3 separate regions of the Sus scrofa genome follow, and all the other regions are linked to region 1. Evidence: chromatin contacts called from public Hi-C data. All regions are on one chromosome and are shown on one strand. The core of a region is the stretch at or near the end of the contact, and the rest is flanking DNA. Distances in the headings are between cores, read along the strand shown.

Evidence for each region. A called contact is a pair of places that touch in the nucleus more often than the background predicts.
Region 2: a contact with region 1 is called in a Hi-C map of liver, with 4 times the contacts expected there. The contact joins the enhancer-like site here to the promoter of TIMMDC1 in region 1. A contact is called at or near these places in 1 of 5 promoter capture datasets (liver) and 1 of 47 Hi-C or Micro-C datasets (liver).
Region 3: a Hi-C map of embryonic fibroblasts shows a contact between it and region 1, with 2.5 times the contacts expected there. The contact joins the promoter of IGSF11 here to the promoter of TIMMDC1 in region 1. A contact is called at or near these places in 2 of 47 Hi-C or Micro-C datasets (embryonic fibroblasts and heart right ventricle).

What each region holds. Positions count from the first base shown.
Region 1 is chr13:140,756,059-140,760,382 of Sscrofa11.1, forward strand. It overlaps TIMMDC1 (complex I assembly factor TIMMDC1, mitochondrial), which reads right to left and starts at 2,640. Exons shown (of 8, transcript XM_021070323.1): 1 at 2,509-2,640; 2 at 2,131-2,408. The coding sequence starts at 2,324.
Region 2 is chr13:140,392,347-140,396,870 of Sscrofa11.1, forward strand. All of the region lies in intron 1 of NR1I2 (nuclear receptor subfamily 1 group I member 2), which reads right to left. Among named protein-coding and RNA genes, the nearest start is that of NR1I2, 11 kb to the right of the region's middle. Within about 2 kb of position 2,100, at least 5 of the 83 cell types and tissues checked have an H3K27ac peak or open chromatin away from gene starts, as enhancers often do. A contact at or near this core is called in liver, where this site is marked.
Region 3 is chr13:141,146,698-141,150,655 of Sscrofa11.1, forward strand. IGSF11 (immunoglobulin superfamily member 11) reads left to right here and starts at 1,792. Exons shown (of 7, transcript XM_013982416.2): 1 at 1,792-2,330. The coding sequence starts at 2,279.

The DNA of each region.
Region 1 (4,324 bases), core at 1,390-3,889:
ATGAATTCCTAGATGTAAAAAAAAAGAGTCAAAACTTTATCTTTCTGAATAATTTTTATGTAATACTCAGATGGGCTTGTACTATTAAAAAGCATCGAATGAGAAATCTCACTATGCAGTGGGCAGCGCAAACCAACATAAAATAACATGGAAAAGCTACCACTTCATTCAATCCATTAAGGAACTAGAACCCATACTGGAGCTTCCACTATACCCTCTGGAAATTGCGCTAACAAATAGCTAATTTTTTAAGTGTTAATTTCCTATAAATAATGGCCTTCACATGTAAGTAAACCACTAAATGGTAATTTTTTACATTACTAACTTGCTTTCTTCAGAGGCTGTACAAGTGTTTATCTAATTCTAACAGCCAGTTAACAACATTTCTGAAATCATGTAATCAGTGAGTTTTTATAGTTCTTGCATACATAAAAGGGATCACTAAATAAAATGTTAGGAAACTAATTCTTACATCAATAAGAAAAACTGCTATAATATGAACTTTATATATATATTTTTTTTACTTTTATATTTATTTATTTATTTGCTTTTTAGGGCCACACCTGCCACATATGGAGGTTCCCGGGCTAGGGGTCAAGTCAGAGCTACAGCTGCCAGCCACAGCCACAGCCACAGCCACGCCACATCTGAGCCACGTCTGTGACCTACACCACAGCTCACAGCAACACTAGATGCTTAACCCACTGAGCAAGGTCAGGGATTGAACCTATGTCCTCATGGATGCTAGTCAAATTTGTTAACCACTGAGACACAAGACAAACTCCTGAACTTTATATTTTAACTTTTATAACGAATAAGATAAAAAACATCATTTACATTAAAAACTGGTAGAACCCAGAAAGGAGAAAATATAAAAGAGCTTTAGATTTAACAAGTTGGGAAATGCATATGCTTTTCTCTTTTCCATCCTTTGAAAAATTCTATGACATAGGTGATACTTTTTTCCATTTTATCAATTGAGGCTGTAAGAAATTACATGATTAATCCTAACAGCTAAATGAATGGTGAAGAAACGGGGCACAGTGATGAAAAGGACCAATGGGATTGTGGTTCTGGTTCGTGTCATCCACTGCTAAGAGACTTGTGGCCAGATCACAATCACTCTGAACATTGGTTTCCTTATGCATGACTTAGTGGGGAGAATGAAAGTTAAACTAAATTATCTTTCACATTTCTTTCAGCTCCAACATTCTGTGGTTTTATAAAGCTGATCAAAATAACCCTTTTCTGTTATATACTATATAGGCTCCTTCACAAATATCTCAAATAAATTTTGGAAGGACCAATAAGAAGGGCGGCTTATCTTTAAAACAAAGATGATGAAACCTAAATAAAGTAATTAATACAATTCCACCAGCTCCCCTGCCTGAACTATCTCAGCAACATAATAAAGCTTCGACGTTAATTTAACCAATGTTGATAACACAGTATAGTATATAGTAAAGTACTTCATAAAAGGGCAAACTTTTTACCAGTAATTGATGAACGAAACAATGATGAAATTAATTATCGTGAGTTTTCCATTAAAGTTAATTCAATTTAAAGGGTTATTTCTTTTATTCTGAAACATCCTTATTTGTGAATCCAGCTAATTTCTTTATAAAATGATGAGACAATAGTTGCTACTATTTTTTATATATTCCTTATTTAGCAGAATAAAAATTTTACAACTCTTTCTGCTATCTCTGAACTTCCATTTTTGCGCCGGGGAGGAGGGCTATTGGTCATAAACTATCAAAATTTGGGATCAAGTTATATAAGAAAAGGAATATTGCAGTCCTGCAGATGTGGGTTCTCGCGTCACCAAGTACCTTGGCCCAATTCTTCTAATCTGTAAAATCGAGGTAATTACACTAAGACTCTACTCCCTAAATATCCCTAAAAGCTCTGACATTCAATGAGGCTCACCTTTACCACCTGAAAACCGGCCTGTCAATCATAAGAACCACCTAGCCGCTATGTTAGGATACAAGCTTGGAGTACAAGCACTAGAACCCAAAATTCCGTTTAAAAATAAATCACACCACCCTGGGGTCCTTCATCCCGGATGACCCAGGTTTCAGGTCACCTCCTTCGTAGCCCCTCCCCACAGACCGTAGGCACTTTTACTCTTTGACAAACAGCTCCCGGAGTCGGTCCCATCCGGATTCCGGGTATCGGGCTTCCGGGACGCAGGAAGGCAGCTTAAGGTCCTCCGCAAGACCCTTGGAATCGGTGGCCACAGCTCCAGCAGCAAAGACCCGAGGGAAAGGATTCAGCGCCCTGCAGAGCAAGCTCCGTGGAGCCGGCGGCCGCACCTCCATGGTCTCCTCAGAACCTGCCGGACAGCTTGGGCGCTCAGGGCCCCAAGGTCTCCGGGAGGCGCCGTGGGAGAAGAGCGAAGATAACTGCAAGAATAAGTGACGAATACTGGTACACTACGCTCTAGCAAATTCGCGGCCGTAGCGGTAGCCACACACCGTGACAGACCTGCACTCCCAGACTAACCTCACTTTGGAAGCCCTTGGACACACGAGACAGGAAGTCCCGCCCCAACCAGGGCAAAGGCTACTGGGCTGGGCGAGGGCGGAGCCGGAGCCGGAAGCACTTCCGGTTTGAGGTGGGACGGATCTTAGAGGTGGCAAGCTGACTCGCCGGAAGTGAGCTGGCGGCGTGTAACAGCTCTCTGCACCGTCTGGCCCCCGCCTCCTGCGCCAGTGAAACTGTGTGGGGCAGTTTCCAGGCAACCAGACCGGGTCATTAGCTGAAGTAGGTTAGCGTATTTTATTTTTTATGTAATTTTTATTTTTCCATTATAGTTGATTTACAGTGTTCTGACAATTTCTAGTGTAAAGCATAATTACCCAGTCATACATAGGCTTTTTCTCACATTATCCTCTATGATGTTCCATCACAAGTGACTCGATACAGTTCCCTGTGCTATATAGCAGGATCTCATTGCTTATCTACTCCAAATGCAATAGTTTGAAGTTAGCTTATTTTAAAAAGCAGGAATGTAGATGAAGAAAGTGCAGTGTTCAACACAAATGGGGTACAGAAAGGGGAAGGCAGTTTGCAGAACTACAAGCCCAACCCACCCTGTCATAGCTCGGGAAACCTCTGAGGTTGGGCGAGGTCTATTCTCGATTTCAGAAAGTTAGGAGGCTTTTAAGAGGGGTCTTGTTGCCAGTTACACCCAGATTTCCAGAACATTTTTATGTAGAAGAATCGGTTCAGGGCTTCACAAGATGGGTTTTATTCACCTTGGTTCATATAACTACTCTTTCTTAAAAGGCAGGACACTTTCTCTCAGATGTTTGCTTGGTAGTCCAGCAATAATTTCCTGTCACTACAGCCTCTGCTATCATATGCTTCAAAGTATAATTTTATTAAAATGCACGCTTATGAAGGAATTCCCACTGTGGCACAACAGGATCCGCGGTGTCTTGGCAGCACTTGGGAGCCTGGTTCTATCCCTGCCTGGTTCCTTAGCTATGGTTTAGGTACTCGGATCTGATCCCCAGCCCTGGAACCCCATATGCCACCTCGGCCAAAAACAACAACAAAAACAAGACAGCTCGCATGTTAAGTATTTTTAAACTGATTTGTGTTTCTTTTTTTTTTTTTTTTTTTGCCTTTTTTTAGGGCTGCATCTGCAGCATATGTTAGTTCCCAGACTAGGGGTCAAATCCAAGCTACAGCTGCTGGCTTAAGCCACAGCCACTGCAACGAAGGATCCGAGCCAGGTCTTCGACCTACACTACAAGGCAGGGCAATGCAGGATCACCAACACTGAGCCAGGCCAGGGGTAGAACCACATCCTCATGGATCCTAATTGGGTCCGTTAACCCCTGAGACATGAAGGGAACTCCTGATTTGTGTAATTTCATCTGATCTTTGCTAGGAATCATACACATTGTCTTCGCCAATTCCTACCCATCATTTATTCCTTTCTAGGAATAATTCAAAATAATTACAATCTTTAGTAGGATACAGTAAAGAGAATTCCAGAATTTGATAGCTGGAAGTCTCTAGATATGGTCCAGAGAAGTGACTGATAGAGTGACTAGCTGAGTTAGTCTAATCACAGTGCCAGGAAGAGCTCTCTAGTGTCTGGGAGAGAGGATTAGATTCAGTTCCCATCAGAGCACTTACTACATTGCATCATGATTTCCTCTTTGCTATGTGTCTCAATAGACTAACTTTGAGGTCAAGAGACTATGTTTATTCATCTGTGTCTCCAGTACCTACCATGACTGGCACATAGGTTGTCGAATGAAAAATTCAGATCCCCTGACTCCTGGCTCTGACTCCAGGTTGCCGT
Region 2 (4,524 bases), core at 850-3,349, 360 kb before region 1:
GCATCCTTCACAAAATTCAATTCTGAATGGATGAACCATTTATTAAACCTCCTTCATTTCTGTGTAGATTTGTTCCCAGGCAGTTCATTTCAAACAGAGTCTCCATGCCATGTGATTCCTTTGAGGTAGCTCTGTTCTTGGATAGAAAATGATTTCCTAAGGTCCTCAGTCCTTGCCATCTCAGTGTTGGTTGCAGCAACTAAAGGACCAAGGAACTTTACTGCTACTCCAGCCTCGTCCCACATCTGGAGAAGCATCTCGTCCCATACCCTCTGGAGAGCTGCTGGTCCTCTCTTTCACGCTCAGAGGAATGCGTGTCCATTCACTGGCCCTAGACCAGTTCCAAAGAGGCTCCATCTGTATTCCATCACCTTCCCTTTCTAAGCAGACTCATGTGAACAGACAGCCATACAACTAAAAGGATGTGCAGTTTTTTTGGGGCTCATGCTGCCTGTTTTCTGCAGATTTGGTGGTTCTCAGTCTTTGTCATTTATTCATTGTTTATTGAAGTCTTTTGTTGTTGTTTTTCACCAGCCAGGGCCTTTTACTAAGCTCTTAGAAAAACCAACTTTGGCAAGGGGCCTTTGGAGAGCTTTGGGGTGGGCTGCACATTCAGGGTGGTTCTACAGTGTGCTGCCTAAGAAAACCACTGATGTTGCTGCAGGCTCAGTCCTGTGTGCATGCAGCAGTGGCCTGACCAGGATGACATAAATAGACAGTTGATTCATTTCCTAAAGGACCTGGATCCCCTGTTAAATAAAGGAGAAGGGAGGTCCTCCATGAAGACATACATGGGTATACACATGGGAATGACTAATTGTGACCAAACAGGACCAGCTATCCCACTGTCACCTGGAGGTCAGAGGACTTTGGATTTTGCTCCCCGGGGGTTGGAGATGTAGCAGGTATTGTCCTGCTTTTATTGTCAAGAGGGTCTAGCCCCTGTCACTGACCCTTGCCTCTCTCCACTCACTAAATTTTCTGGTGCTCAGGATCCTCATAAATAACATGAATCTGCTGGGAGAGGCTGATGTGGCCTTTGCATGAAAAGGAAGAGCGGAGTGTGATATTCTGGAGTTGTTGCCACAGGCGGATCTGGCAGGGAGAGATGCGAAGAGGAGCTGTGGAGGTACCTGCCCTCAGAAGCTGACCCAGAGAGACCCTCCCTGCCCCCTGCTGGGGTGAAGGGTGGAGAGCATGCAGTTCAGGGAGATAGTGTTGAACTTGGGGAGAAAGAAAGGAAGGAGAGTGGTCATCCCCAGGCCAGAGGATAAGGGCGGGCGGTGGGGGGTGGGGTGGGGGGGGATTCTAAAGAAAACATGAATGGTTTCTGCTGTAGAAGGAGCAAGGGTCCCCAGGAGGAGAGGAGAGAGGAGACTAGCATAGGACTCTTGTGAAAAGGGAGCAAAGAAAGGACCGCACAGGCAGTCTGCAGGATGGGAACTTGATGGAACCCAGGGCTGAGCTGGGACCAACAGTGAAGGACAAAGGGTTACCAGAGACTCACAAAGGAAGCCTGATGCTTGGTGGGGACTTAACAGCAGTTGGAGATTCTGAAATTAGGCCAAATGAAACGCTGCTTCAGGATTTCCTGATCCACAGGGGAGTCGGCTGTGATATACAGCACCCTCAGCGTGAACGATCTGAGGTGACGCAGTGATATGGGATAGATGGCTGATCACAACACAAAACTAGAAAACATTAGAAAAAAACGTGTGAAATGCACGGTCCTCCCCTGCAGAAAGAACATGTGAAAAGGAAGGACTAGAGAAAGGTGTTGGGAAGGAAAGTAGGAGAGTGGGAAGCCATCAACTAGTAACCTTTGGAGTCAAATATTTAGAGATCACGTGAGCAGTGCTGTGGCTAGACCTGGGCCAACTGGCCAGAAATCGGGTGTTGACGTGGGAAGTGGTTGTCTATGTGCAAGAAAGAGACGCCCAGTAAGAGGTCCGAGATGCTGTCTGTGAAGTTTGAAGTTTAGCAGAGAGCGTGTGAAGGAGGAAATTCTCACTAGAGCAGGAAACAGTAAATGCTAGAAGGGAGGCAGAGAGAAGCCCTCCTCAAGGGTTGGGATGTGGTTGAGAGACATGGAGAATGCACACCAAGGACGTGAGAGTGGGGGATTGTTGTTCAGACAGAGGCGAGAGCAGAGTGAAAGAAGTTCAAGCCAAGCAAAGGACCTGGCCTTGACCAGTAGCACTGTTGCAGGAGAGGAGGCAGCAATAGGAGAGGAAGAGGGCAGATTAAACATGGCTGAAGAGAAACTGCTGGTATGGAGTGTTTTTCATAAGGTAACTTACAAAAAGAAAAGCAGAAGAGCTGCTGGTTAATGCTGAGGCCTGAAAAGGACCCCCAAGAGAAAAGCAGACAAGCCCAGTGTTGTAGCCATAAACAAGGGAGAAACAGCTGACTGTGTGACTCCAGGAGGCACTTGCCAAAGCAGGAGATTGGCAGTTCAGAGGCCCCAGCCTCCTGCCTCCCCATCCCTTGTCCATCATTCAGAGCATCCCTTAGGGCCTGTCCACATGCTGCATTTGCTGGGGAAGCGACTCTCCAGGGGCACAGACAGGAGGGTCACTGAGACACTGGTCAGCTCTGCTTGGCACTCCCTGGCTGCAGTGAGAGATTTTGCCAAGATCTCAGGTTAGTGGAGGTGCCCCTGAGTCAGCTTAGGTGGGGTCCGAGGATTATGCACTTGAGGGAGTCTTCTTTATGAAAAAAAAATACAAAGTTGCAAGTACATAATTAAGTACCAAAGAGAATATGTGTTTACAAGAAAGAATAAGAGAGAAATCACAATAAATTACAAATATTAAGAAGGACAGGTAAAATCACAAAATCCAGGAAAATAGCATAACATTTTAATTAATTGCCTGACACACTTCTCTGATATCTTTGACTTTTCTCTGTGGAAGACAGAATAACAACCCCCCAGAATATTCACACCCTAATCCCTGGAATATGTGAAACCTATGGCAAAAGGGTCTTTGCAGCTGTGATTGAGGGTACAAACCTTGAGCTGGGGAGTTACCTAGAATTACCCAGGTGGGCTCAATCTAATTACATGAGTCCTTAAAAGTCTTTCCTGGGTTTATTCAGAGAAAGAGATGTGATGATGGAAAAGAGCTCAGGTGCTGCATTGCTAGCTTTGAAGATGGAAGAAGAGACCAAGAACGGGGGTGGCATCTAGAAGCTGAAAAAGGCAAGGATTCTCCTCTGAGCCTGCCTGAAGGAACCCGCTTGGTGACACCTTAATTTTAGCCTAGTGGTGCTGATTTGGGACTTTGGACATCCAGAATTGTAAGGTGATATACCTTGTATCAAGCCACCAGTTTCTTTTTCTTTTTTTCTTTTCTTTTTTTTTTTTTTTGTCTTTTTAGAGCCACACCTGCAGCATATGGAGGTTCCCAGGCCAGGGGTCTAATCAGAGCTACAGCTGCCGGCCTACACCACAGCTCACGGCAACACTGGGTCCTTAACCCACTGAGCAGCGCCAGGGATTGAACCCGCAACCTCGTGGTTCCTAGTCAGATTCATTTCCGCTATGCCATGACGGGAACTCCCAGTTTCTGCATTATTACAGCAGCAATAGAAAATGAATTATACTCTTCATAGAACAATGATTTTGTAACATCTTTTTATTTTCTTTTTAGGACCACATCTATGGCATGTGAAAGTTTCCAGGCTAGGGGTTGAATTGGAGCTGCAGTGCTGATCTGCTCCACAGCCACAGCAACCCCTTATCCAAGACACATCTTTGACCTGTGCTGCAGCTTGTAGCAATGCCCGATCCTTCACCCACTGTGCAAGGCCAGGGATTGAACCTACACTTCTTGGGTACTAGTCATGTTTATAACCTGCTGAGCCACAATGAGAATGCCATGTCTTTTTTTTTTTAATATAAATAATAGAAGATAATGAAATCTTCTAGCATTGCTGATCAAATTTACTCTTTATTATGATAGTGGAGAAGTTTTATCTTTACAACTAAGTCAACTTAAGAAAACCTCTATCAAGATTTTTTTTTCTCATATTTGGAGGGACTTTCCGTAGGTTAAGTTCTGGCTCCACGCATTTGAAACCTTGGTCCCCTCTGTTAGCCTGTGCTGGACACCGCAGAGCACGGTGATGTGACACATGCAGGCCCTGTACTTTCCTGTCAGCACGGTGGACGAGCAGGCAGAGTGGGCGTTTCTGGCACCATGTCCATGCTGGATGGCTAGCAGTGACTCCGCTCTGCCTCAGCAACTGCAGCCATGTGCCAAACTGAAGGTATCTCCAACTCACTGCCCTTAGCCAGACCCCCATCATGCCACAGCCATTCCATCACCACTTGACCTCAGGAAGATAAGGCAGTGAGCAGAAGTTGTTTAAGACAACTGTGGCTAAATATCTTACTTTCAAAAATGTTACAGAAGCAAATGATGTGGGGAGGAGCACATGTGAGGGCCCAGAAACCTAAGCTTCATTAGCTTAAATCCACATCTGCTCTGGTTCTGTTGTACCTAGAAAACTACAGATATG
Region 3 (3,958 bases), core at 542-3,041, 390 kb after region 1:
TATTTAAGGGTGAGGATAACATTTTATATTTTATGTTTAACCACAACCCAGTGCCCTACACAGTGTAGAGACTCAGTAAATATTGGCTGAATTAATGTACTAAGAAGTATATCAGGTAACTTGCCTTATCAAGGCTTTTAAGCCTAGATTATTAGGTTATTAATTTAATTAAAGAATAAATATTCTCTCTCCATGTATATTTCTTTTTTTGGCTGCACCCATGGCATACGGAAGTTCCCTGGTTAGGGATCAAACCCACACCACAGCCGTGATCCAAGCCATAGCAGTGACAATGCCAGGTCCTTAACCCTCAAGCCACTAGGGACCTCCTCTATCTCTATACTTAAGTCTGGGATTATAGTGAAGCAGAGTCCTGTTCTGAGTAGCACCTGCCATTTGGCAGTTTTCTTGTTTTTCTTCATGTATTACTTACTCTTATACCCTGCTTGGGGCTGCATTATAAGTACAAGATGAAGCAAAGAACTGAATTAGATGAAAAAAAAAATCTAGTCCTTACTCTGGAGTTTAAAGGAATGAGAATGAACCCATGATGAAATATTACACTTCTGTTAATATAAAAAATTCTATATTGTCATATCACTCTTTTCTTGCCAGCAGAGATCTGATAAGAGGTTTCAGCAAATTAGAAGTAGTTAGGAAAGTTGAGGCATTTTAAATTCATAATCAAATTGTATCTTTTCAGGGTGTTCTTGTCAAAGGTGATTGGCATATCTTAATGTGCTCCTTTTTTAAACTTGAAATCCTAACAGCAATGTTTTCCAAAAAGAAAAGCATATTCATAATTCCACCATCTTGATACTATTTTAATTTTTACATGTCTTCCAAACTTTGTCCAAATGCATAGATGCTTTATATATTTGTCTTTCTCCTGTGCATACTATTTTCATTTCTAGGTTGCCCTGGGAGAATTTCATCTGCTAGATGGAGGCTCAGAACTTCGGAATGGCTCCAAGAATCCTAATCTGTGCTGCTGTAGAAATTGATCAGAATGACTTGTCATTCTTTGGAGAGGTATCACCTTTAATCCAGAAGGCTTGGGTGAGAGGCTGAAGCAGAATGGGACAATGGCCTTTATGAACGAGACCAGTGACCTCACTGGAAAAGAAATGAAGATTAGGTTTTATAAGGAAAGGTAGATATTTAAGCAGAATAATTTCAGATGCCAGGAAGGTCCCTCTTCCCACCTAACCAAAACAAATAAGAAACAAAAAATAGAAACCCAAAGTAACAACCACAATAAAAGCATCTTTAGTTAACATAAAATACAAGCTTTACTAGTTAACGAATACTTGAAATTAGGTTAAGAAAGCAATAGCGTTTAAAACAAAATTTAAATATTAGAAGTTGACATATGTTTTACTAAAGGGGCAAGGGAAGGTGATAGTGTCTTTGATAGGAATGGGGTGTGAGGGGACACGGCACGGCCGTTATGCTTTTTTCAAGGAAGAAAGGTCAGGGAAAAAAAGATATAGGATAAACCTCATCGATTCTTAATTTTTTTCAGAGTCAGGCTCTTTCGAATTATTTAAGTAACAGAAGAGAGGCCTGCGAAAATGTGAAATAGCCAAACAGAAATAATCTGAAACTGGAAAAGAATCTTGTGGCCTCCGACGCAGTCTTCGGTGAAGTCCCTCCAGGAGCTCTGTGGGCCTCAGGACTGACACCACGGGTGTGGGGAGTGTTTCAGAGCAGGGGAGGGGCCCTGGCCGCGAGCGAGGACGACGCCCGCCTCCAGGTTACCGACGACAGCGGAGGCGTGCGGGAGCCGGCGCCCAGCGCACAGGTGGCCCTGCCGCGCCAGCTGCGCGCCGCGCTCGCTCCGCTGGTGGGCCGCCAGGCGTCGCGCTGGAGCCGCGGTTGCCGGGGAGACCGAGCGGGGCGAGTGGGCGGCGCGGAGCCGAGCGGGAGCCGGCTGCAGCCAGAGTATCAGGGCTAGAGTTGGGGGGGAGTGGCTCCCCCGGCTGCGCTAGGGGCCGGCGGGTCCTAGGGCAGCGCGAGGTGGCCGTGGCGCCGCGGGGCGAGTCCGGCGAGCCCGGAACGCGCAGGCTCTCAGCTCGGCCTCCGGAGTCGAGCGGGGGGGGAGTTGCACTCGCCTGGTCTGCGCGCCCCACTGTCCCAGCCCCGCTGGACGGACTGCGGCCGGGCGGTGGCTCTGGGAGGTCCGTACTGCCCCGAGAGCGCCGAGAGCCCGGCCCGCGCCTCCGTTGCCTCGACGAGGAGCCGGGCGGACGGCGGGCGCGCTCCCCGCGGCCCCGGGATGACTTGTCGGGGCTCTCCTCTGGCGCCTTTGCTGTTCCTCTCTCTGCATGGTGAGTAGCCCGAGCCCTCCCCTCCCGGTGGGGCCGGGCGGGGCCGGCGGGCAGGGGGAGGCTGTCTGGGACGTTCACAGCCTTGTCGCCGGGGAGGTCTTGGGATCCCAACTTTCTCCGGGGGCCCTATTCGTTGCTGTCTGCCGAGGCTCCTGCGCCCACGCACCCTGCAGCCCCTCCGGCGCCCCCGTCCCCGCCCCCTGCACGGCTCAGGTGTTCTGATCCGAGAGGTAACTATGCCTGCCACCGCGTTACTGCCGCCCTGACTCTGACCCTGACCCCGACCCCGTTCTTTGCCCTTTTTAGATAACGAACTCCCCTAACTTACAGGGTCCAGGGAGAGTTAATGCGAGTTAGAATCGTTTCTGTCGCCGGGCGGCTTCAGGAAAACTGGAGAGGCTTGTGAAATAATTTGGAAAACTTTAAGTTGTAGTTATCCCCAAAGGTTTAACAAGCATGTGCAGGGTATGACTGAAAATGTGATATTTGTATAAAAAATAACTATGGAAGTGTGCTATCCTGTGTTCGAAAATAAACTTTTTTTTTTGATAGTCTGGCTTCTTCCCCAAAGAATTTAAACTGACAAAAATACATAGACTATTGCAATATTAGAACAAAAGAAATATGTGTTTGATTTTCTTGTTAACTGTTTTTAAAAAATCTATTTAAATTTAATTTTCTGATTTCTATTTAAGCTTTCTTATGTTTTATTTTCAATGACTAGCCCCTATATATAGACTCTAATTTTCGTTTTATACAGTGCCCTTTCTTTTTGTGAGTGTCCTGTGGTTTCAAGTTTTCTGTTCCATTTATGAGGTTGTTGAGATTTACTGAGATTTATTCTGTAGGGTTTTTATTTAAAAAGCAGGTTCACTGATGTATGGAGTGTCGTGGTTAATTTTGTTTCTTTCTGGAGGTATCAGTATGTTTCCCATAATTTTATGACCTCATTTGAACTGATAATGTACCCATAGATCTTGAGGTAACCTAATTTTAGTAGACTTAAAGTGTGCAAGTTCATTTAAGGGAAGGAAGAAAGGAGTACAGAACTTCTGTATACTTTATCCATAGAAGACAGAAGAGGAAATCATCAAAATTACAGATAACTTCTCTGGAAATCAGTAGGTATATATTTAGTGATGATGTGTAGATAATAAAGTGACATCAGTATGTACATTATATAAGCTTGTGCTTCCAAATTAATTTTGTCTGGTTACTACTTTGAGAGGAGGAACATTTCTGTCTTACCTTCTTTAAATGTGAAATAAGAGTAAAAGCGTTTTTAAAGAATCTATTGGACATCACTGAAACTATTATGAATATTACTATAAGAACAGCTGAAATTTATGGTGAAAATGTGTTGTTAACCTTTGTATATTACAATAAATGCCTCTCTCTTCTTGTAAATATCATTTGTGAATGGTTTGTTTTTTAGGTATTAGGCAGCACTTTTAAAGGGTTGGTGAAATTTGTAGAATCATCTCACTTGTTTCTTTTCTTTCAACAAGAAACTTTTCCTAAACTTTAGTAGGATGTTTTTAAAGACTTCCAAGGACATGTCAGTCCTCGTGTCAATCTATTCTGTAGAGGCACTTTTCACCTGCAAAAAAAAAAAAAAATGTATTCAT